Regions from separate parts of the Mus musculus genome. Here all the other regions are linked to region 6. Evidence: chromatin contacts called from public Hi-C data. All regions are on one chromosome and are shown on one strand. The core of a region is the stretch at or near the end of the contact, and the rest is flanking DNA. Distances in the headings are between cores, read along the strand shown.

Region 1 (3,368 bases), core at 118-2,617, 300 kb before region 6:
TTGCGGGCATATGCCCTGTGATCCTAGCACTCAGAAGTCTGACATAAGTTCAAGGCCAGCCTCAGCTATTTGGTGAGACTCCCATCTAAAACAAACAAACAGCACAGCAAATGCTTCTCAGAAAGAGAACCATGTTATAATTTGTGTCTTAGAGGCATTAGAGACTGAGGGCGCCACTGGAATTAAGCATGTATCCAGTGTGTCCATGCATTTGTTGTCTGTTCTGTGAGGAAAAATACAGGTCTGATGTTGCAGTTTTCTTAAGGGGACAACAATTCATTCACTGATCAATGTCTTTCTAAATTTCTGCTGTGGACTATGATATTGTAAACTATTTAGGGTGTCTTGTTGAGTAAAAGTGACTGGCCCCCTTCCCTTGAGAAAGCAAACACGTATACAAATGATAATAAAGAACAGGAGAGTTTGGAGCTGAGACGAAAGGATGGACCATCTAGCGACTGCCATACCCGGGGATCCATCCCATAATCAGCCTCCAAACGTGACACCATTGCATTTGACAGCAAGATTTTGCTGAAAGGACCCTGATATAGCTGTCTCTTGTGAGGCTATGCTGGGGCCTGGCAAACACAGAAGTGGATGCTCACAGTCAGCTATTGGATGGAACACAGGGCCCCCAATGGAGGAGCTAGAGAAAGCACCCAAGGAGCTAAAGGGGTCTGCAACCTTATAGGTGGAAGAACAATGTGAACTAACCAGTACCCCTGGAGCTCCTGTCTCTAGCTGCATATGTAGCAGAAGATGGCCTAGTCAGCCATCATTGGGAAGAGAGGCCCCTTGGTCTTACAAATTTTATATGCCTCAGTATGGGGGAATGCCAGGGCCAAGAAGTGGGAGTGGGTAGGTAGGGTCTTAGAGGACTTTTGGGATAGCATTTGAAATGTAAATGAAGAAAATACCTAATTAAAAAAATAATAATAAAAAAGAGCAAAAAATAAAGAAAGAACAGAAGAAATGAGATATACTCAGAGAGAGAGAGAGAGTTCAGGTCAAGTTATTTTGAACTTAAGAACTAGACAGTTAATCTGAGAGAGGATTCGGGCCAACGTTTCTTTAAGAACCTGATACTTGTTTAACCAAAATCAATGTCTGAAATGTGAGAGAACTTGGTACCTTGGATATGGATGAGAGCTTGTATGTGGCATGTCGGTCAGACAAGAAATGAAGTGGCATAGGACATTATCCTTACTAACTTCGTGAAGACTTTTAAATGACAAAGTAATGAGACTGTATACGTGTGAGGGAGAAATCCCTCCAGCTACAGGGAATGATTTTCTAGGGGTGGACCAAACGTCTGAGGGAGCTGGAGAAGAGCAAGAGCTTTCTTAGTAGATATTGCGAAATGTGGACATATCTGACGTAGGACACTCCCTGAGTCGTAGCCACATTCAGTGTTTAAACAGTAACAAGGGAACGTCTCACCAGATCAACATCTGTTATGGAAAGCTTTTTGTTTTCTATAACATACGGAAAATATGTTTTCCTAAAAAACATATAAGGCATTCAAGTCAATAGATGAAAAGAGTAAATTGAACATGCAAGTCTAGGGTTCAGAATACAGATAAACTCTGGAGAGAGAAACTGTTAAGAACTTTTGTGATATTGATCATGTTTCGAGCTGTAGCTATGGACCTAAAGAGAGAAGGTGCAGAAAAGAGATTATGTAGCAGATTAAGGGCTCATGGGCAGCATGGTGATTATTTTCATTGTTACTAATTTATGTTAAGATTAGATAATTATTTGTAATGACATGAAATTCTGTTTAATCCAGATATGTAGATTTCTGTACCCTTAGACTGAATAAGTGATAAAGATGAAAACATTCTCAGGGGTAGTAGATTAATGTCTCATTTTCAGTGGTTCTCAGCTGGAATGGATGTACCTAGTGACCAGGGGGAGATTGGAAAGTGATAGTCACCTATTGGTCATCTTATTTGTTTGTTTGTTTGTTTGTTTGTTTGTTTGTTTATTATGAGGCAGGGTTTCTCTGTATAGTCCTGGGTGTCCTGGAACTTACTCTGTAGACCAGGCTGGCCTTGAACTTAAAATCTGCCTGCCTCTGCCTCCCATGTGCTGGGATTAAAGGCGTGTGCTACCACTGCCTGGCTTGTCATCATCCTTATTATGGGGCACTATCAACATTGAATGAGCCAGAAGTCAACATGTCTATTGTAAGCCTTAAGGGCACAGGTAGTGCTCCTTGAGAAGATGTCACTAGCTGTTGGCCACAGCTCTTCCTCTGGGCCACTGACAGGATGATGCCTGGGTCTCTCTGTGTTCTCTCCTCCCCAACTCTCCCTTCTCTGTGTTAAATAACTATGTCTACTCACCAGTCCAATCCACTTTAAAGTAGAAGATAGTTCTCTCTGTTCAGGTTGCAAATCTCTTTTCTGAGTCTGGTGGCTCACCTTCCTTAGCCTCTATGTGAAGCCTTTATGGATGAGTTCTTCAACAATACTTGCTCGAGCATGTCCCTTTTATTGTTCTTTGGTCCTGCTTTGGGGAATCCTAATTTAAGGCCATCTTCCCCAACTTATCATTTGTCTCAAATATATTTTCCTGGGAAACTTGTAATTCTAAAATAACAAGACTTAATTTTAACTTCCTAATTTCATTGTCTGTTAAGTTACAAGATTCTATTGAATTTGGAATTTTTGTTTAATTTTATACTGTCATTTTAGGAGGCAAACTTGTTATTTATTTTTTTAAACCAAGCATCTTGGATGTTGCTATATAGGTGAAGAATCTCTTTCCTTTCAGGCTGAAGGTAGCCATCATAATTTCCAATAGAAGTGTGTGTGTGTGTGTGTGTGTGTGTGTGTGTGTGTGTGTGTGTGTGTGTTTTAATTATTAAAACACATACTATACATATTCATAGATATATGCCCAGTTAAATAAGACCTTGATATTATGTAACAGACCACATTGAAAAGTAAATCAAACCTAGAAAAATCAATTGTAACATTAGACAATGTAACATGTACAGAGGTGAAACTGATTGCAGAAGGGATCAGCTCTGCTTTCTTTGATGATTCATCCACAAAAAAACATAGAACTCACACTTTGAATGTCTCACAGACTCAACTATGAATGTATATAGTGCCTGAGTAACTAGCCTAATAGAAAGCACTTTCCCTATGATAGCTGTGAAGCCATGCCCCAGGACCAATGTTTAAAACCACACCATTTGAAAAGTGATACCAACAATAATTGCATTTAGAAAGTGAATTAGTGTAGCCCTCACTTCTTAGAAATAATTTTCCTCTTAATAAGCACAGATACACATACACGCACAAGCACATCCTTGAATGATAGTTGTTACAGGGCTCCAACTCCAGAGGCATTATATC
Region 2 (3,750 bases), core at 1,081-3,580, 400 kb before region 6:
AGATATTCTGTGACTCACTCCCTTACTCCATTTACATTTTTGCCCAAATGCCACCCTGGTGAGGTATTTCTCAATCCTGTTCTTTAAAGCTGCAACACCCTGCTACCATCCCAGCTATTCCCCTTCCTTCCTCTGCCATTTCTCCTCGTATGTATTGCTACTTGACATTCAACTCATATTATCTGTTTATTTCTTAATCATTCTTTTTTACCTGCTCCAGTGCAGGTTTTACAGGGGGCAACATTTCCATTTGTTTTGTGCGTTTACCTGTTTGTACCTTTATATGGCAGAGCCTAGAGAAATGACTGGTGCACAGAGGGCACTGAGTAAATGATAGATGACAGAAACAGAAGACACCATCAGCTGGGTGGCTCTCCGGCTTTCCAGTGTGGGAGCAACTGCAGTCACTGTGTAAGCAGTGCTATACTGAGGAGCATTATTCAATTATTGAATGTGACTATTTCGTAATTAAAACCTATAAGTACAATTGAGGGTTTCATACCATTTGCCATATTTTGTAAAGGGACCTGCCTACTAGGATCACATACAGCTCTTTACCGGCTTATTTTCACATGATATTTCCAGTTGGTGGATGGTGTTTATAAATCCTCATATGATGATGTTGAATGTGTATTTTTGATCCATACATGTGTGAGGGAAAGAGCAAAGCAGGGTAATTCCCATCTCTATCACCTCAGACACATTTTCATTAGTTATCTTAACCCTAGTGTTTTCTTAAAAATAACACTGTCTGGTAGAGTTCTAAGTACAGTCCCAATTAGTAATTTAGTTAGTTAGGTGAAGAAAATGAAGATTGAAGGATAGAATATTAATTTTTCTAATATCTTGCCATGTTTGTTTACACGCCCACATTTTAGATTGCCCAGATAGCAACTGAAAGAACTTTAGTCAGTGTCACTTATCTCCTTATTCATGGTGAAGGTAGGTTCTTCAGGAGAGGGATTGGTGCTATTTTCATGACAATGAAGACAAGACAGCCAGCACTAGCCATGAATGGCCTTGAGAGTGAACATTCCCCAATGAGTTCTCACATAGGGAGAACATGAATTCAGGCTCTGCATATTAAGGGTTCTGTGACACTCAGTCTTTGTGTGGGTCTCTGACTATTCTTAGGTATTGTGCACATGTCACATCCTGTCCCCTCTCCATGTAACTTCATTTCACGAGCCACCACACTCTGTGAACCTTGCAAAATCTGGTGTGTTCTGTTATGTGGCGTTGAGAAGAGTCTTCCAGGCTACTAGTATCCTGCCAGACCTAGAAACCAGACACGGTATTAAGTCTGAAAGAAGAGATTCAAGAAAACACTGATGTATATACTTCTTTCTTGGACTGAGATTCACGAAACATAACGGTCCACACAGGGCACTGAGGGAGGAACATCACACGTTCAAGCCCAAAGATGGAGACCATGTTACAAAGAAGAGGGAGGGAGAGAGGGAAGACCGAGATTCACATAGGAGTATCTGGATCGATGAGCCTGGCAAACTCCCCTAGTCAGTTAAAAGACAGGAGCTGGATAGAGTGAGGAAAAGCTTCATTACTTAGAGAAGCCACACATTCCTAGCTTCAGTTTTGAACAGAGGTGTTCATAAGTTGAAAAGGCTGAGAAGGTCATTCAATGGATGAGAAAGGTTTATTTTCTTGGTCTGTCACATCACAGCACTTTCTGATGGTTTCAAGGCACTGCTCAGCTAAATATCTGATGAAGACATAGGCTCCTCATACCAGTTCATTTCATGGGCTTACCCGATTAGGATGCCCACCAGCTCTCTCCTTCCATTCTCAGATGCATGTGTGGCCACTGTCACTGTGGCATTCAAAGGTGCTTCCTGTCCCCTAAAGAACTTAAAACAAATTTAAGAGTCTTTGGAGAGCGAAGGAGAAGGATCTAGGTGCCCCCTTTTCCCAGTTTGAAGTAAGAGGGAAAGCATTGATGATTGCAGCAGTGAAAAGAGAAGACTTTGTTATATTCTTGCCTCCAAGTCTGCTCTCTACTGGCACAGTTCAGCTTCTTAAAGGCCGCTTACCATTTTTCACCCTCTAAGGAATTTATTGCCATCATCTCTGTGATAACATACATTTTGTAGGTTTATCACACATCTATCATTGAGTATGTTTTTCTATTGGATGTTCATCTATACATCAGAATTATGGCATACAGATGATGACAAAGAGTTGTGCAGGTTCTTCATTCCAGTTCCTACAGCTAGGGCATTTCTCCTCCAGAGCATCCCCTTCCAGTACCTCCCCCTTTCGTGCCCACCCCATTGCTGCATTAGCATGCAAGTCCCAGTATAGGATGTAGGAACCGAAACCTAGATGATTGAACTTAGTGAACTGAACCCTTGGTTGTAGTCAGTGGTTGATGGTTAAGAGGTTAACAGCTGGCTTCTTAAGAACCTACATCATCTTTCTTAGAATTAGGTTCTTTGTTGTTTTCATATTATTTCTTTGTTAAAGAAGTCAGTTTTTCTTTCTCTTTAATCCTTCTGGGATTACCATCAGCCTGTGCATCTCTTTAAGTTCTTATAGACAAACAGGATAAAGGAGAATATACTTAGGAGGTATTTCAGAGACAGAGTTGTACCTTTATTTTTAAAATTATTTCTGTGATATTTTGGTTTACTCATATGCATGTTATGGGCCTTTTGAGTCACCCTATATGATAGGGATACCAAGAGTTCAGGCAGGTTTGAGAATGTCTGATGGTCTGATAATTTGAAATGCCACATAGAATCTGGTCAATTACACATTCCCCTCCATACTGCGTTATAGAGGGTGGGAGAAGACAGAGTGATTGCTAGAATCTAAACTTAGGTTGTGAACAACCACCTAGTCATGGCTTCATGGCTCAATACCTTGTGAATTAATTTTTTTCATTCACTCTGTTTTAAGGTAGAAGAGGACTCTGTTGTAGTGCATTTTCCTTCAGAGTTAATGAATACTTTCCATGAGCTGTGTAGCCACCCCAGCATTTCTCCATTTTAGCTGCATGTGGAGTCCCCTAGATCAAAGAAACACTGATGCCACACATTTATTCCAATCCCCAGGATTCTCATCCAATCAAATCCAGAGGAGGTAGTTTGGACAGCCATCGGTTTGATGGCTTTCTTACAGATTCCAGTGTGTGGACAAGGGATAGTGAATGGATAGTTTCAAATTATAATGCTAAAATGGTAAGGAAAGACTTCGAGACAAAAGAAATCCCTATACAACAGGAGTTTGGAACCTTTCAAATCCTGGGGTTCTCCAAAGGATGGAAGGTACTTTGCCGAACTCAGTGAAACTTGAACTATGTTCCAGGAGCCAATGCCACTGAAGTTACCTAGGCTTTTTAGAAGCACAAATCATTGGTCCTTCCTTAGAACTACTACATTAAACGTCTTTGGAAGTGCCAGCCAGAGGTATGAATTTTATAACTCCTCTCTGAAATCCTGATGGATTGTGAACATGGACCAGCGTTTGAGCAAGGTTATATCATGACTTGGGGGTGGGGGTGATGATAGCCTGGTAAAACTGAATGGCTCTAGAGACACTGTCCTTGGCTGTTGTGGCAGGGGTTAGATCTGACAGCTCATAGCTACTCCTCCCAGTGTAGCAACACCACCAGGTGTTTCAGAGCCCAATAGGCTACCATCATTTGCAGGATACACCTTTGCAGTTTTAGACTTTCTTTCCTCTGAGATACCCAAGTTGTCACATTTTTATATTATTCAAAAGTTAATA
Region 3 (3,778 bases), core at 203-2,702, 320 kb before region 6:
CACAGTGCTGTAGGCCTGAACTGGGTCAGAGCATCATGGCAACTGGAAGGCATGGTGGGGCAATGCTTATCAGAGGAAGTCTGGGAAGGGGGGAGGGGTGCAGGGTTGAAGGACAGGTCAGTTTCCCTAACACCCCATGCAACCTATTTCTTGCTGCTAGGCCCTATCTCTTAGTTGTACATCCAGCTATGAACCAAAAGATCAATCCTTGAATCAATAGCATTTTTGTGATCTTGTCATCTCTCATGACTGGTAAGCTAAGCTTTCAGCACAGAGCTTTCTGGGGTGAACACTGCATATGAATTGTACCTTTCTAAAGATGCAATCCTTATAACCAGTTGTTTATACCCAGCTCCATCCTGTTCATGTACCAATCTGTTCTGCCCGAGCAGATTCCTGTATGCCTCCTCTTCACTTTATCTTAGCACAGGAGTACACTACAATAATCAGGGAAGCAGACTCTGAAGTCAATAGAACCCAGTTTGGATTTCACTTGTGTCCTAGGAGTACATGAGGAATAGCCCATAGTGTCTCTCTTAGGCAGGATGTCTTTGTGGATTCTTCCTCTCCTGCCACAAACACACTGGGCTATGCTGTGAATTCACATGCTCATCTCTGTGCAAGGAACCCTGGTTATGCCCCAGCCTTTCATGGCTGTCATCATAGATACCTTAAAGCTGTTCAGCAAACTCCTCTTCCTAGCTCATTGTCAGGACCTTGCTGTTTTCTTCCGTATCTTTGCTCTTACACGTACGAAGCACTCACGTTCCATCTTGTGGGTATTTTCTTTCCCGCTTTTAAGGATCATTCTCACGGCACCCACTGTAAGTTCCAAAGAACCCTTGCCTATTGACCCTGCTCTCTTGTCATATGTTGTGGAATGCTTTGGCCATGCTAGGCATTAGTGAATGTCTGAGAACTGTTCATAACGTGGCTGTCTCACTTACTGCATGTGGATTTTCATACGCTGACCACAGCTTTCATTTTGTAGAAGAAAACAAAATATAAGGCTCTTGTTTCTGTGGTGGCTCCTTGAGTAGCTGCTGCTTCTGCATGGCTGTTTGTGCAAGCAAATCAAGTGGCAGTTTACGAGGAGGGACAGCCCCAGGCCGATTCCCTTCTCTTGGGGAACTCAAAATGGTATGGTTTGTCTTTCCTCTTCAAATCTTGATCTCTGCAAACCTAGTCCTTTCCCCTAACCTCCATATAGTTGTATCTCTTTTACATGGAGAAGGAGAATTCTAACCTCCTGCCTCAGGTATTTACAGAAGTAGAACTTGGGTAGGGGCGGGCAAGCACACGTGTGACAGAAGTTTCAGCATTCATGAGGAGCCACTGTACTTTACTGTTAAGCTTCGGGGGATTTTTTTTTTTTAAACAGTTCTACATGGGGAAAGTCGGTTGACGATTTTTAAAAGGAAGCGTGCCCTTTTTCATTAGCTCCTTTTACCTCATGCTGAGTCATGGATGAGAGAGCATTTGTAGGCAGCTGAGATGCAGGAAGAATAATCCTGTCACTTACACTTGCAGGTTGTTATGCTTTCCAGAAAACTCTTTCAGTGGGTTGCAAAAGTGATTAATCTCCCCCTTGAAGCTGACGAAGAGGCTCTCTGATAACAGGAAATTGAAGGGGTGGGATTTCTTTAGAGAACAGGGTACTCTTTCCAGTTTTAGATTAGAAAAATCTATTTTGGATTGGAGCGAGCATGTGTGGGGTGGGGGTGGGGGTGGGGAGGGTTCCGAGTGTGCTTGTGTGCCTGCCTGAATCTGATCATGACCTGAAAGGATGAAAGGAATTTCTGGTGGGATGGTGCCTTTCGTGGACTGGTTTGGCTAATTGTTCATGTTGCCTTTAAACCATGGCTTTCTGCATCTCATTCTCTTGTTTATTTTACACTCCATGTTTGAGTTTTTACGTCATAGTCCCAGATCTCTTGAGAAGACATCCTTTCTAATATGAGAAGTAGTAAAGATACACTGCTGCCTTGGTTAAACTCGGTGGGTCCCAAAAATCAAAGAAAAGACCTTAATCTGGGAAGTGTTCTGTGGTGAATAGGGACTGTAAGTCAGGGGTGGGAGTGAGAATCATTAGAATGCATTTTATACAGCTATTGAAATGTCAAAGAACAAACTGTATTATTTTTCAAAAGATGGGCTATGTTTCTCCTGTTGAATAAATTGTGCCCTCAGTGAGAAATTTTGTTCCTGTGGTGTTTCTGCAACATATAACTTGGACATAAGTAAGTGGTTAATATAACTGAAATGCAGTATACCTTCTTAGAGCATTAAATTTTTTTCTTCATAATTTTGTTTTAAAAGTCACTTTTCCTGTGAGGACTAGCAAACAATTGCTTAGTCTTTTACTGGATACTCCATTAATTTACCTCCAACTTAAAAAGATAATTAAAAAAAAAGATAATAAAAAGAACCTAGCACAGAGCCTTTTTGCCTTGGGCTGTTTTGTTTGTTTTAAAGTTGGGCTATGTTGCCATGCTAGCCAAGAACTCCTAGGCTTGGCCGCTCTGTTCTTTTCCTTCAGACTCTGTGGTACTATAGGCATCTGTCTCCATGCTCATGCTTGGCCTCTGGTTTTATAAAGGGTCTGAGATTTAAGATGAGTTCCTCTGGGTTCTTAACATGCATTTGCTCTGTTGCCCCCAGAGCTTTCTGCTTCTCAGCAGGCCATTGTAATCGGGCTGTGTCAGGCTGCCTTCCTTCCCCACTCCCTGCACCCCTCATTCTGAAGGTTGCTCCCAGCCAGCCCCTTGAGAACTGAGTGCATTCACTCACTGTGAAGAGGTGAGGGAGGATTTTCTCTCAACTCTGTCTGCACTGCCCCTAAGCTCCCATAAAGGGAAGACAAGCCAATGTCCTTCAGCAGAATGGAACTGCTTTGGGAATTCAGGGCTTCTTTTAGACCTAAAGTTAACTATCCATACCACTTTTACCCTGAGGCTTCATATCTAGGTTTTGAATTCTGAAGTAGAAAGTGTCTAAACCATTTACAGTTGAAACCTTGCTAATTCTCAGTGCATAGCCACAAGGATAGAGTGGGGAAAGAAAAGGAGAGAAAACGAATGGCCAAGATGATTGTATTAAATGTTTTCAGTGTATCATATGTAAACACATTGGTATATTTGCATCTGAATATTTATATAGGTGTTTGTACTGCTGGCAAGCACCATTTAAGTGACACTATTGGACATTCTCTGTGTCCATATTATGGGAGTTGTAAGGTTCATATGTGGTAGCATCTACCGTAAAGGATACAGTGTTTGGGAGATGGTCCAGTTAGGGCAAGAGGAAATGTGAAGGCATGTGATATTTTAAGTAGAACAAGGTGATTGCAACCAACAGGTGTCTGTATACAGGTCTATTTAAAGTTTTTATAGCCTCAATAGAACAACTTTTATACCAGTAGGCAGTGGAGCGTTGTCACGGTATTATTTATTATTGCCATGGAGATTAACTGTCTTAATTTAAATTGCCTACAGTGTTTTTAAGTTGGAGACATTTTGATTTGATATTTTTAAGAGAGAAAGGTTCTATACATATTATGGAAGAGCCTTTTTCATAGCTAAATGCCAACAGCAAAATTTAAACCAAAAAGTACTCATGAAGCAATGGTAACGAGAAAGGATTGTGGTTTAGTAAAGGAGAGGACTCCCTGCAAGGAACAGTGCTTGTGCCATAAGGATGATGTGCTGCTGTGGAGAGAGGTCTCATTAATCCATAGGGACGACTGTGCTTCACCCATGTGAGAAAACTTTAGGGTCTA
Region 4 (3,490 bases), core at 775-3,274, 360 kb before region 6:
GGTCCATTATTATTAAAAAAAAAAAAAAAAAAAACCAATATGACACCATCATATAATTGAACAATGAATAGAACAGAAGTGACTACTTATATATCATACATATGAAAGAGTTTGCATTCAAGATGTATTCAATTGTTATTTCTCAGTAAAGATAATAATTAAATGGACAAAAGATTTAAACAAACTTTTCTGAAGAATTTACTGGATGATATGAATCTGGTACCAGTGCAAGGACATAAGTTCAGACAACAGATGGAAAACCAGTCATGACTGACAGTGAGATTTCAGGGTTTCTCAAGTCTACTCCACAGCTTCAAGAACTCTCTTTCTTAGAATTGTTTGTTTCCTGCTTCAAAGCATGGAAGCACAAAGATCCTTGATTTTGTTCCAGGACTCTGGTCGACTATTTTTGGCCTAAGGCAATTACCTCCTTCCCTTAATCAGGGCCTTGCAACTTGCCTTGATGCTGTTGTACGTGTATCACTTATTCCGGTTCTCATAGACAGAGACTGCCAATGATCTCAGAAGATCTCCCTACTGAGGAGCAGTAATTCATCAACACAGAAAAGGGTTTCAGATGAAACAGGAACCATTACACAAGACACAGGTTTTCATTCCTTTAAGTCTTTTGGCTTGACATAGTCTCTAAACACCATTATTTAAGAGAGTTGTCCTCTCTCTTTGCCATAACCCTTTAATTCAGTTCCTCATGCTGCAGTGATGGCTATCCATACATTTTTTGTTTTTTTTTTTATAACTGTAATTTCAGGGTGTTATGAATCATAATATCAGTGTCAGTGTTTTCCCATGATCTTAGGTGACTGTTGTGAAAAGGTTGTTTGAAACCTCCCAAAGAAGTCACGACCCACAGGTTTAGAAGAGCTGATTTAAGATGTTTTAGGGCTGGCTAAGATAACCAAGTGGCTAATTACTAACCCTCACTAAATCTCAGTATTGTTCACTGCACACTTTACATTGAAATACTCTAGACATTTCATGTCTGAATGTTTATTTCTTTCACCCAGTATTTAAAAAAAAATTGGGCATTGTTTTGAGCTTTTGTTATTTCACTAAGGTAATCCTGTAGGTGCTACTGTAGTTAATGGGATTCATTGTATACCACCAGAGATAGATGTCTGAAACTTAAGGGCCAGTCATCACCTTTAAGGTGGAGTGTGTGTGTGTGTGTGTGTGTGTGTGTATCCCAGGCTAGCTTGGAAATCACTTTGTAGTTCAGGCAGGCTCTGAATTTACAGAGATCTCTTTGCCTCTTCCTCTTCAGTGCTGGAGTTAAAGACATATGATGAATTAAATCTAGTTGTATACAGTTATTGAAATGTATCAAAATAATTGAAATGATGGATTCTATACTTCATACTAGATACAACCAGCATACTTTATCTTCTAACCTTACCTCTTTCACCTTTTAAATTCTACCTGGATAAGTTACTTAAAACTTTTTTGCCTCAGCTTTCTTCTTTCTGTGAAGGGATAATCGTCGGATGGCAATGAGGACAATATTAGTCAAAATAGTAGTTTATAATGAGTTACAATGTGCAAAGCACTTAAAACAGTGTTCGGCATATAGTTAGCACTATATACATTAGCAAATCTTATTGGGAGCTCGGTGCCTATTTTTAAATTGTTATTGCTTTTCTGTAGAGATATTGATAGATAAATTTAGTTTGTGGCATTCTATCCAAGTCTCTGAAATGGTTTATCCATTCATTTGAGCTGACCATCATCCTTAGATTTTTCAAGGACAATACAGCTGTCTGTAGGCTTTGCCCAAAACCCTTTGGCTTTGTCGGCGGTTTCTAATGGATGGTCTCAAAAGCCAGAGCTTGTACCATCTTCTGACAAATGAGTCACCCCATCTGTTCTTGCGGATTACAAAGTAATTTTTCTGTTCAGTGAATGAAGTTCACATTATGACTCATGGATTTGAAATTTGCCTTAAGTTAGTAACCATTGATCTATTGTTATGTGTTAATTTTTCTATATTTACCCAGCCAGAGACTAAACCACGTAAAGCAATGGCTAAAGTCTGTTTATCACAATGCCTTTATCAGGCTGTTAAGCAAGGTTGGCTAGTCTCTACCCACTTTCTCTTTCAATGCTCTAGAGTGGGGTCTAATACTAGGTATTTCTACGAATGCTTTCAAAGCAGTGCTATTGTCTATGCCAGGGTTTGTTTTTGAATATTTGAAAAAGTATATATCAAGACATGTCTTCCAATCCACTATACAGCAGTCAATGACAACCATTGGTTTATGCCTTCATCTTACAGTGGCGATAACTAATACGAGAGAACCATCTTTTCCTGGGTACATGGAACCATAACTGTATATTTAACAAAATAAAAGGTGAAAAATTATAAACGTGTAATAACTTGGTAAAGGTTTAGCCAGCTCCAAAGTGACAGGCTGTAAATTAGAAAGCAGATATTTCATTTTGAGCCTGTAGTTCTAATTCCTCCCCCAGTTCACTGCTGGTGTGTCTCCTTCAGCATCCCAGGCCATGTCTATGCCAGTCATTTAGCATTGTCCTGCTCCCCTCTAACTTTCTTCTTGACAGCAGCATGGGGAAAGCAGTACTTGCAGCACTTGTATTTCCTTAGGGAGAGATGGCTCTGAGCAAGTTCTCAGAGATGCTAGATCCGTACACTGGTGATGCTGTACAAATACTTGGAGGCCTAGAGAGGGAAGTAAAACACTAACATCTCTCTGTTCTCATACAGATTCACAGGGCACATAATGATTGTGCCTGTAGCATAATATGCTTAAACTAATCTAGGGATATTTATGGAAGTCAGCTGAGTAAAAAAAGTTTGGTGAAATCAAAGAGAATGGGTGAAATGGCTCATATTTAGAGATTAGTGACCTTGTGGAAAAGTCTGTTCTTTCTCACAACTGCCTGCGTTGTATTCCACTCGATGATACCTTCAGGCAGTTAACTTTTTGGTCGTGACCTATTAATTAATTAATTAATTAATTAACACAAAAGTACAGTCCACAAGTAGGGAAAGCCATAGTTCATTGAGTGCTTGTTTTAATTTCTAAGTTTATTTTTCTTTTAGTGAAAGACCACTAATGACATCATTTTTCAGCCACTTCGTATCTTATTCAGAGGATTCCATTTAAAAATCAAAGAACACAGTTAACAGTTGCCCTTCCCAATATTATAATGCACTTGTAACAGAAGAGTATGTTTAAGCTTGTGACAGATAATTGTAGGGCTGGAGGCATATACATAGCAATGGATTAACTGTACTGCATTCTGGAATCATTACATCATAACCTGATCAAACAGACTGTGAGCACTGGAAATGTTTGGTTTAGGTGAAGCTCAGGCAGTATAGGGCAAATGTCCTGAGGCAGGCCTGGGAAGATGATATGGACTTTCTGTAAAGTCATCCCGCTTCTGCCTTCCTGTGTGCCTTCTATACAGTGATGACTCAATCCCCAGCATCTCAGGAATCAGAAAGTAT
Region 5 (3,868 bases), core at 35-2,534, 470 kb before region 6:
CCCTTTAATGCAGTTCCTCTTACTGTAGTGAACCCCAACTGTAAAGTTACCTTCATTGCTACTTTATAGCTGTAGTTTTGTTACTGCTAGGGATCATAATAGAAATATTTTTGAGAGAGAGGTTTGTTGAAGGTTTGTCATTGCACACAGATGAGAATCATTGATCTATGCAAATGCACCTATAGGCTTTGAACTGTCAGGGTCCTATTTCACTGCCCATCTCGGTTCCTTTTCCTCTTAGGTAGAACTGAAAGGATGAAGTTGCTTTCATGAGCTACTTAGAAATTCCTTTGTAAAAATATTTTCCATCAAAAACGGTTGAATTGAAATATATCTTTCTGTCTTCTATGTCTTTCTTCTAGTCCCTCTCATGTCCTATTGATTGCTTCTTTTTGTTATTATTTTACATACGATGAAAAATGCATAAATATATGCATGTAACCTGCTATATCCATTTTATGTGGCTAAACAAGATCTGAGTAATGCTACCAGGAAACATGTTGATACAGAAAGAGGAGATCTCATTTGTCCCTCCCCTAGATGCATAACTGCAGCCAAATAAGACCTTTGAGAAGGGGAGGAGATTAGCCTGTCCCAGGGAAGAGCCCCAATTGGTTATCCAATACTAAGTGGCCAGTCTGAAATCAAATACCTGCAGGCCTTCTTTAGAAAAATCACATTTTTTAAATTTAAATACTTGCTTACTTGTCTGTACATGCTTGTTTTCATGTATGTTAAGGTATCTGTAGAGTCCTGAAAAGCCAGTGCATCCCTTGGAGGGAAGTTAGAGGTTGCTTAGAGCCAGTTGTCATGGGAGCTGTGACCCACATTCTGTTCTTTCCAGCTGCATTTGAAAATGCTGGCACTTGTGAGCTTCTGCACGTGGAGGCCAATGCTGCCTTTGGATGTCTCTCCTCTGGGGCTGTCCACCTTGTTGTTTTGAGACAGGGGCTCTCACTTAGTTTGGAATTCAATGATTCTGTTAAGATGGTTGGCTAGTCTCTTTCTTCCTCCACCTTCCTGGCATTGAAGTCACAAATATGTACCACCATGCTTGGCTCTTTCATCTGGATTCTAGGGATCCAGTGTTAGTCCTTGTGCTAGCAAGACAGCCCATTGTTTACAGAACATTTTCCCAAGCCTTAGATACTCCCAACAGCACCCGTGCTAAGATGATTATCCCTATGTGCAAATGTAATTTTCTCAGGGTTGGGTCCCATGTTCTTGGTGTGTCATAGTTGAAATGTTTATGCTGCCCCTCCCTGCAATCTTTCCATTGTTGTGTGTGCTACAGGAACTGAGAGGATTGTGACAGTCTCAGCTGGTTTCTCTTCTCGTTTAGACATCATTGTTTGTAACAATTCTGAACGTCGTCTTTCCCCACCTATCAGATTGTAAGATTATTGCTATACTTAATTTTCTTTTGTTACCCTGGCTTGAGAATATTCACTTATAACTTTCCTTTGAAATGCCTTTGTTAATAATTTTCCCTTCTGTATATATTTTACACACACACACACACACACACACACACACACACACACACACTCATGCAGTCATTATTTCACTTGACTTTGATCCAGGTACAGAATATTTTCACTTAGAGCAGAGGACACTGAAGCCTGTGATGGCTGAGAGCAGAGCCTTGTTCACTGCTGGATGATGGAGCAGATGCAACCACCAGCATCCTGGATCTTCTTGCCATTTTTCATCTTGTTTCCCAAACTCCTTCTATGTTCTGAGTCTCTGGCCGTTTTCTTTGGGGCATGAGTGATTTAGTGATTTCTCTTGAGCCCTACGTGTTACTGCCTCAAGCGCCTGTTCCCCTGCTTTCCACTGGTCTCTGTCCCCAAGAGGATCCAGGGTGTGCAAGTGTCCCTCCTTCACTTAAGATGTTGGTGAGGGACTGAGTTCCCTGGAATTCTTATAGTCCCGCAGGCATTTCCTGGGATTTTTGCCTCTTAGGCATTGTAAGTGTAGATTGTTACAGTCTGAATATTTGGGGTCAGATCTGAAAACTTGGGGTCAGGGATTCTTTTGTTCCTTAAGGTGTGTTGGGTCTGTTTCTAGTTTCATGACCTTTGTTTCTTTACTTTCGTCTTTGAGGGAATTGAAAGGTTAAGTTTTGTTATAGCTGGAATCCAAGTAAATTCCCTCATGAGCAGAAAGACAGAGTTCGGAGAGAATGGACTTCCCCTGTGTGTTGTCTTTAGTTACAGAAACAGTCAGTGGTGGAACCTGGGGCAGATTGCTGAGAGTCGATATTTTTGGCACCTGTTGGTTTCATCGTCAACACTGTGTGTTGAGCCTGAATCTTCCCAGAACGCCTCAGAAGTTCTGAGAAGGTCTGGGTGCTCTCTGGGTGGCTCCTGGATCCCTGGGATGGCTCTATTGCTCAGCAAAGGCATCATCAACACAGACATCACCAGGTACCTAGACACAGCTCTTCCTTATAAAGTATTTTTGTTGCCCATTTGTGAATCCGACTTTTAGAACATTGAAGGTTTTCTTTTTTCCATTTAAAATCAAGGTTTGCTATAAGAAATGATATGCTGAAGCCGGGCGTGGTGGCGCACGCCTTTAATCCCAGCACTCGGGAGGCAGAGGTAGGCGGATTTCTGAGTTCGAGGACAGCCTGGTCTACAGAGTGAGGTCCAGGACAGCCAGGGCTATACATAGAAACCCTGTCTCGAAAAACCAAAAAAAAAAAAAAAAAAAAAAGAAATGATATGCTCTAGGTATTCAATAGAAAAGATTCAATAGAGAGGTTTAGCTCAGAAATGATCAGAAAGACTATTAGGGAGTAGTTGCTAAAGTGAATAAGTATCTAGACTTGAATCCCAGAAATACAGTTAATCCCATTTTTTATAGGCAAGAAAGAGAACAGTCACCTGGCTTTTTCTCAACTGTTGAGTTCAAGAAAGTACCAGTGTATTCAGAAAGGTGTAACTGGCGTCTCAGACACGAGATACAGCTACCCTCTGTCCCAACTCCTGCTTGATAAGCACCCATGCTGAAGAATGACTGAGTATGTCAGTACTGAAGATTTCCATGCCCTCCCACCAGGTTTCCAATAGGAAACAGGCAGAATGACAAGACAAGGCCTTTGGCTCACCCCAATCTTCCAAATCTCAACACAGTGCATATATTTTGGCAGAATTTCTTATAATCCATACCTACTGACAGTGCAGCCACTGTGTTGTGTGGCCAGCAGAAATGCTGACTCAGCACTCATCATACTTAGTTTTTAGGGATTTTTTACAAATGTTGTATGGCTTGAATGTGTAGTAAATACTCAAATAGGGAGTTCTTAAGTCTCAGCTGTCAGGGTCATTTATTATATAACAGTTTACTTTAGGGAAACCCTTTGGGGAATTCCTGTTTATGAAACAAAGACCTTAAGAAGGGAAGACCATGGCCCAGGAGAGTATTCTAAACTGTTTTAGTTTCACCATTTTGGAAAGTACTAGAGGGAGATCCAGAATATTACAATCATGGTCACCGTGTCAGGGTGAGTTCTGTCTTAAAGACAGGTTGCCAAATTCTTACTCTGTGGTTTCAGCTGTACATTGTTCCTTACCTAGCCTTAAATGCATGCTTAGAATTTGTAGTAGAAATCAAATAAAAGGTTTTTTTTAAACATATATTAAATAGAGATATGACCTGTTAGCCTGTAAAAAGTTATTCTAATTTCCTTTTTTTACATCTGTAACCCTGACTTAGAAATGTGAACACTGTTGGCCATTCTGCTCCGTCCTCCATGGTGCCAAGGGAGTTTCTTGGAGCCCATGGTAGATGCTCCCTTTTTATGTTTCAAAGGAAGACCCAGGTCAAGCTCTGGCAATACTCAAAACAAATGAGATTTTAT
Region 6 (3,536 bases), core at 584-3,083:
GTGGTGAGACGGACAGCCTTTCTATTTAAGGCCAGATGCACTGGCTGGGTTTAGAGATGTTTAGAGAAAAATAACAGTTCTCTACACCCAGATTCATAAGTGTGGACAAAACTGGTATGGTGATGTGGGGACCAGAGAGCAAATAATCAGATTGCTCACAGCAATATTTCTCTGTGACTGAGTGGGCTTGTGGTCGGATCTAAGAAAGAAGTAAGTGTGTTGACCTCAACTCAGGATGCAGACAGGCCCACTTTGGGCTCTCTCCATACAGACTCACCATCAGATGACCATGAGCCAGTCATTTCCTCCCTCCAAGACTCTTCAAGGACTCCATCAAATGGGCATGAGGCTCCATTGTGCTTATGCAGACTGCAGTTGGTCATCAAGGTCATGGAAAGTCTTGGCTAGCTGTGAGTGTGAACCCGAGGTGGGTGTAAGACGCTGACAGGGAAGGAAGTTTTGCCCCCTCTGTAGTTCCTCACAGGGCATTGTGCTGACAGAGCCGTAACAGATTGACTCATACAGAACACTAGGGAAAATGGGCATGATTGCCAGTTCCTAGGCCTGGAACTGGCTTCAGCTGGTTTACTGGTGGGATTCAGGGATGGGAGGTGCAACGGGTAGGTGCCACACTCAGGAAAGAGGGGTATTCTAGAAGGAGGGGTGTTCTTCCGTGCCAGAGGTTCAGGATGGGAGACGTTAAGCTCCAGTCTGGGCAGGCAGAGGAAGGGGCTGGCAGGACCCCATGCTTCTCTTTAGCTTCACACTGACTTCCCGCTCTCACAGACACGTCTCAAAACTCTGTCTCAGCCTCCGTTTCTCCAGCTGTAAATTGCAAAGACCCTACTTTTCAACATTTTGAGAAAGGCCTAGTACCCTCTCTCATCTACTCTGCGAGACTACTAAGGAGTGGTGAAGTTGTTCCAATAGTCGCTTGGTTTCTGCCCTGAGCTCAAGTTCTTTTAAGCCAGTTCTGGAATCCTTTGGGTGGTGGAGCGCACAAGGATTCCTGTGTGTCAGTAAGTGAGCGTACGTGACAGAGGGCTTTTAAATGAATCACTTTGTATATAGCAGGGCCGCACCTGCTCCTCAGACTCTGAAGGCAGTGCGAGCAACAAGATCATTCAAAAGCGCCGCTTTCCATTCAGGTCTATAATTAGCCAGCAGGCTGTTCACCCCTGGAGCTGCTGGGACGGGCCTGGGGCAGCCTGGAGGGGCGGAGCCGAGCCCCTAGGCCCGCCCCTTGGATTCCTCCTCCCGCTGTCCTGTCGGGTCTCCGGTTGTTCTCCCCACCCCCATCTGCGTTCTGGACCGTGCCGGGCTCTACGGGGCAGGATTCCTGGAGGACAGGGCCTGTCCACCCTCCTTTCGGGCTCCCTCTCCAGCTAAGAAGCCCCTCGAGGGATGCGACTCCCCTGGAGCAGCTGTATTTAGAGTGGCATCCTCTTCCCCGCCAGCCGGCTTCTGCGTCCCGCTCTCGGGGCTACCGCCCGCTCACCCCGCCCAGCTCTCCGGGCCCCTCCCAGCCGCCTCTCCCTCTTTGTCGCATTACATAGTAATCTGAGATGCATTGGATGGGCTCCAGGGAACAGAATGTACTTGGCAGAGGCGCGGGGCTTGATGTCTGCAAAATGTCGGAAACTCAGCCAAGAGCTGCTAACTGGGTCATTAACCTCCAAAAGCGAAGCGAGGGCTGTAGGCCCTCTCTGCCTCCCTTCATCTCGCCAATAAAAGTGCCTCAGTGTGAAGGAAAGAAAAAGCCCAAGGTTGGCTGCTTTGATTTCTAGGCACTGAAGGCAGACCGGTCTCCTCCCCCTGCCCGCGCCCCAGCTCCTCCCGGCTGCCTTTCTGTTCGGAACCAAGAGTTTACAAGTGGCCTTTCAAAGGCCCAGCAGCCCTGCAGGGCCAAGCTGCAGCATCTGTGAAGATGTTACCCTCCGCCCTTCCCAACCGCACAGCCTCAGACCCATTTTCTCCCCCCTGGGTTGCGAGGGAGGGGTAAGTTTGGAGGTGGGGCGAAGAAGAAAGTTCTAGTTTAGTCCTTCGGCACTATTCTGCTCCTCCCCCTTTCTGCTTGCTACTCCTCTTCCTTCTACCCTTCCCCTCCTTCCTGCTGGAAAGCTTACGGTGCTCCATATACAAAGCCTGGCTGATGAGCTCCTGGCAGCAGCTGTCAATCCTTTCTCTGCCTGTTAACTGTTACCTGTTCTCAACCTACCTCACCAGTTGGTCTTAAGGACCAAAGGAGAAAGTCCCTCTTTGATCCTGTGACCTTCAGGTCTCTAAAAGCCTAAGGTCTCTAAAGTCCAAAGGAACTCCGGACTTGTAAGTCCTGGAAAGTAAGCAGAGAAAGAGTCTCCCAAAGGCGAAATATCAAAAAGGGAGAGCCACTAAAATCCACCCCCTTCAGATTTCTGGCCATGTTGGACTGCCAAAAAGGTACTTCCTGTGATCATCCAAACCCATTTCTCCGTGGCTAGAGACTCAGGGAGAATTTGGTAGTGAAACCCGGAAGTGGTGTCTTCCTCAGATGAGAGTCCTTGATGGAGAGAGAAGACCACTTGCCCAGCAGAGACAAAGCAAACCCGGGGAGGGGAGAATTGACTTGGCGAATCATACTTAGAAACAGATGTCAGCTTGTCTACACAGTAGGCCAAACCCAGCCCGGGGTGCCCATGTCATTCTTGCCGCGGTCTATGGCAGGCATATCCGATTGACCCTGCCTTTCCCTGAGCATCCCACAGAGGCTAGTTTCTGGGCTTGATGACCTCTGCCTGACTTCCTACTGCCATGCCTCAGTTCCTCTGTAGCCATCAAATCTCAACTTGGGTGCCCCCACCTCTCTTGCTGCCTTCTTTCAGTTTTTCTGAGAGATTTACTAATGTCCTCCAGATAACCAGTCCCTTTGTGCCTGTGTTAAGTCTCTTGTATGGGATATAAGTTATTATATAGTTATTGCTCCATGGGTAGAACTCATTCCTTGTCAATATCAACACCGATGGCAAAGGCCACCCAGCACCCACCCTTCTTGATTTGCCTTCTCTTTGTTTAGGTAGGCCTTCTATCTATCTATCTATCTATCTATCTATCTATCTATCTATCTATCTATCTATCTATCTAATATTACATATATTTTATAATAATTACATATAATTTATAGACAGGGATTATCTGTGTAGCCCTGGCTGTCCTGGAACTCGCTCTGTAGACCAGGCTGGCTTTTGACTCAGGGATCTGCCTGCCTCTGCCATCTTAGTGACGGGATTAAAGGTGTGTGCCACCACAGCCTGGAGTCCTGAATAGCTTCCTTCATCACGCTAAAATGTCTGGCTTGGGTTGCATTTTATGTAGTCACCTTACTGAGGGCCTTTATGTGAGTGTCTGGCTTGGTAAAAGTCATAGCTTGCCTTGAGGGCTGTCCTGGGGCTGGCCAACCCTTCTGTTCTCACCAGTCTTCTGGAGGCAGGCTTCCATATACTCTCTTCTTCCTCCCTTGAGATAGCCTCAGGGCAGGAAAAGCCGCATTTTCTTTTTGA

Evidence for each region. Hi-C and Micro-C count contacts between places; a contact is called where the count stands out from the background.
Region 1: a contact with region 6 is called in a Hi-C map of liver, with 3 times the contacts expected there. The contact joins the enhancer-like site here to the promoter of A230028O05Rik in region 6. A contact is called at or near these places in 1 of 39 promoter capture datasets (the SN4741 cell line), 1 of 15 datasets of contacts at CTCF or cohesin (pro-B cells), 17 of 484 Hi-C or Micro-C datasets (the 3T3-L1 cell line, the AML12 cell line, the Ba/F3 cell line and 10 more), 11 of 115 datasets of contacts at active chromatin or transcription factors (acute myeloid leukemia, bone marrow-derived dendritic cells, bone marrow-derived macrophages and 7 more) and 1 of 9 other capture datasets (embryonic stem cells).
Region 2: a Hi-C map of the 63-12 cell line shows a contact between it and region 6, with 4 times the contacts expected there. The contact joins the enhancer-like site here to the promoter of A230028O05Rik in region 6. A contact is called at or near these places in 3 of 39 promoter capture datasets (the C10 cell line, the SN4741 cell line and liver), 2 of 15 datasets of contacts at CTCF or cohesin (large pre-B cells and pro-B cells), 16 of 484 Hi-C or Micro-C datasets (the 3T3-L1 cell line, the 63-12 cell line, the AtT-20 cell line and 11 more), 10 of 115 datasets of contacts at active chromatin or transcription factors (astrocytes, bone marrow-derived macrophages, embryonic stem cells and 4 more) and 1 of 9 other capture datasets (embryonic stem cells).
Region 3: a contact with region 6 is called in a Hi-C map of embryonic fibroblasts, with 8 times the contacts expected there. The contact joins the enhancer-like site here to the promoter of A230028O05Rik in region 6. A contact is called at or near these places in 1 of 15 datasets of contacts at CTCF or cohesin (pro-B cells), 23 of 484 Hi-C or Micro-C datasets (the 3T3-L1 cell line, the C2C12 cell line, the HPC-7 cell line and 15 more), 13 of 115 datasets of contacts at active chromatin or transcription factors (the NIH/3T3 cell line, T-cell acute lymphoblastic leukemia, bone marrow-derived dendritic cells and 9 more) and 5 of 9 other capture datasets (adipose tissue, bone marrow-derived macrophages, embryonic stem cells and 2 more).
Region 4: a Hi-C map of the C2C12 cell line shows a contact between it and region 6, with 4 times the contacts expected there. The contact joins the enhancer-like site here to the promoter of A230028O05Rik in region 6. A contact is called at or near these places in 5 of 484 Hi-C or Micro-C datasets (the AML12 cell line, the C2C12 cell line, bone marrow-derived macrophages and 2 more), 6 of 115 datasets of contacts at active chromatin or transcription factors (acute myeloid leukemia, effector CD8 T cells, embryonic stem cells and 3 more) and 1 of 9 other capture datasets (embryonic stem cells).
Region 5: a Hi-C map of bone marrow-derived macrophages shows a contact between it and region 6, with 18 read pairs. The contact joins the enhancer-like site here to the promoter of A230028O05Rik in region 6. A contact is called at or near these places in 1 of 15 datasets of contacts at CTCF or cohesin (pro-B cells), 12 of 484 Hi-C or Micro-C datasets (B cells, adipose-derived mesenchymal stem cells, bone marrow-derived macrophages and 8 more), 7 of 115 datasets of contacts at active chromatin or transcription factors (acute myeloid leukemia, embryonic limb bud, embryonic stem cells and 4 more) and 1 of 9 other capture datasets (embryonic stem cells).

What each region holds. Positions count from the first base shown.
Region 1 is chr16:24,754,979-24,758,346 of GRCm38.p6, forward strand. All of the region lies in intron 7 of Lpp (LIM domain containing preferred translocation partner in lipoma), which reads left to right. Among named protein-coding and RNA genes, the nearest start is that of Mir28a, 71 kb to the right of the region's middle. Within about 2 kb of position 1,368, at least 4 of the 459 cell types and tissues checked have an H3K27ac peak or open chromatin away from gene starts, as enhancers often do. A contact at or near this core is called in liver, where this site is marked.
Region 2 is chr16:24,656,926-24,660,675 of GRCm38.p6, forward strand. The region is part of intron 5 of Lpp (LIM domain containing preferred translocation partner in lipoma); the gene reads left to right. Among named protein-coding and RNA genes, the nearest start is that of Mir28a, 170 kb to the right of the region's middle. Within about 2 kb of position 2,331, at least 24 of the 459 cell types and tissues checked have an H3K27ac peak or open chromatin away from gene starts, as enhancers often do. A contact at or near this core is called in the 63-12 cell line, pre-pro-B cells and pro-B cells, where this site is marked.
Region 3 is chr16:24,736,424-24,740,201 of GRCm38.p6, forward strand. The region is part of intron 7 of Lpp (LIM domain containing preferred translocation partner in lipoma); the gene reads left to right. Among named protein-coding and RNA genes, the nearest start is that of Mir28a, 90 kb to the right of the region's middle. Within about 2 kb of position 1,453, at least 52 of the 459 cell types and tissues checked have an H3K27ac peak or open chromatin away from gene starts, as enhancers often do. A contact at or near this core is called in the C2C12 cell line, the NIH/3T3 cell line, bone marrow-derived dendritic cells and 4 more, where this site is marked.
Region 4 is chr16:24,693,412-24,696,901 of GRCm38.p6, forward strand. All of the region lies in intron 7 of Lpp (LIM domain containing preferred translocation partner in lipoma), which reads left to right. Among named protein-coding and RNA genes, the nearest start is that of Mir28a, 130 kb to the right of the region's middle. Within about 2 kb of position 2,025, at least 10 of the 459 cell types and tissues checked have an H3K27ac peak or open chromatin away from gene starts, as enhancers often do. A contact at or near this core is called in the C2C12 cell line and muscle stem cells, where this site is marked.
Region 5 is chr16:24,592,462-24,596,329 of GRCm38.p6, forward strand. The region is part of intron 4 of Lpp (LIM domain containing preferred translocation partner in lipoma); the gene reads left to right. Among named protein-coding and RNA genes, the nearest start is that of Gm24440, 190 kb to the left of the region's middle. Within about 2 kb of position 1,285, at least 40 of the 459 cell types and tissues checked have an H3K27ac peak or open chromatin away from gene starts, as enhancers often do. A contact at or near this core is called in B cells and bone marrow-derived macrophages, where this site is marked.
Region 6 is chr16:25,057,806-25,061,341 of GRCm38.p6, forward strand. It overlaps A230028O05Rik (RIKEN cDNA A230028O05 gene), which reads left to right and starts at 1,834. Exons shown (of 3, transcript NR_040374.1): 1 at 1,834-1,998.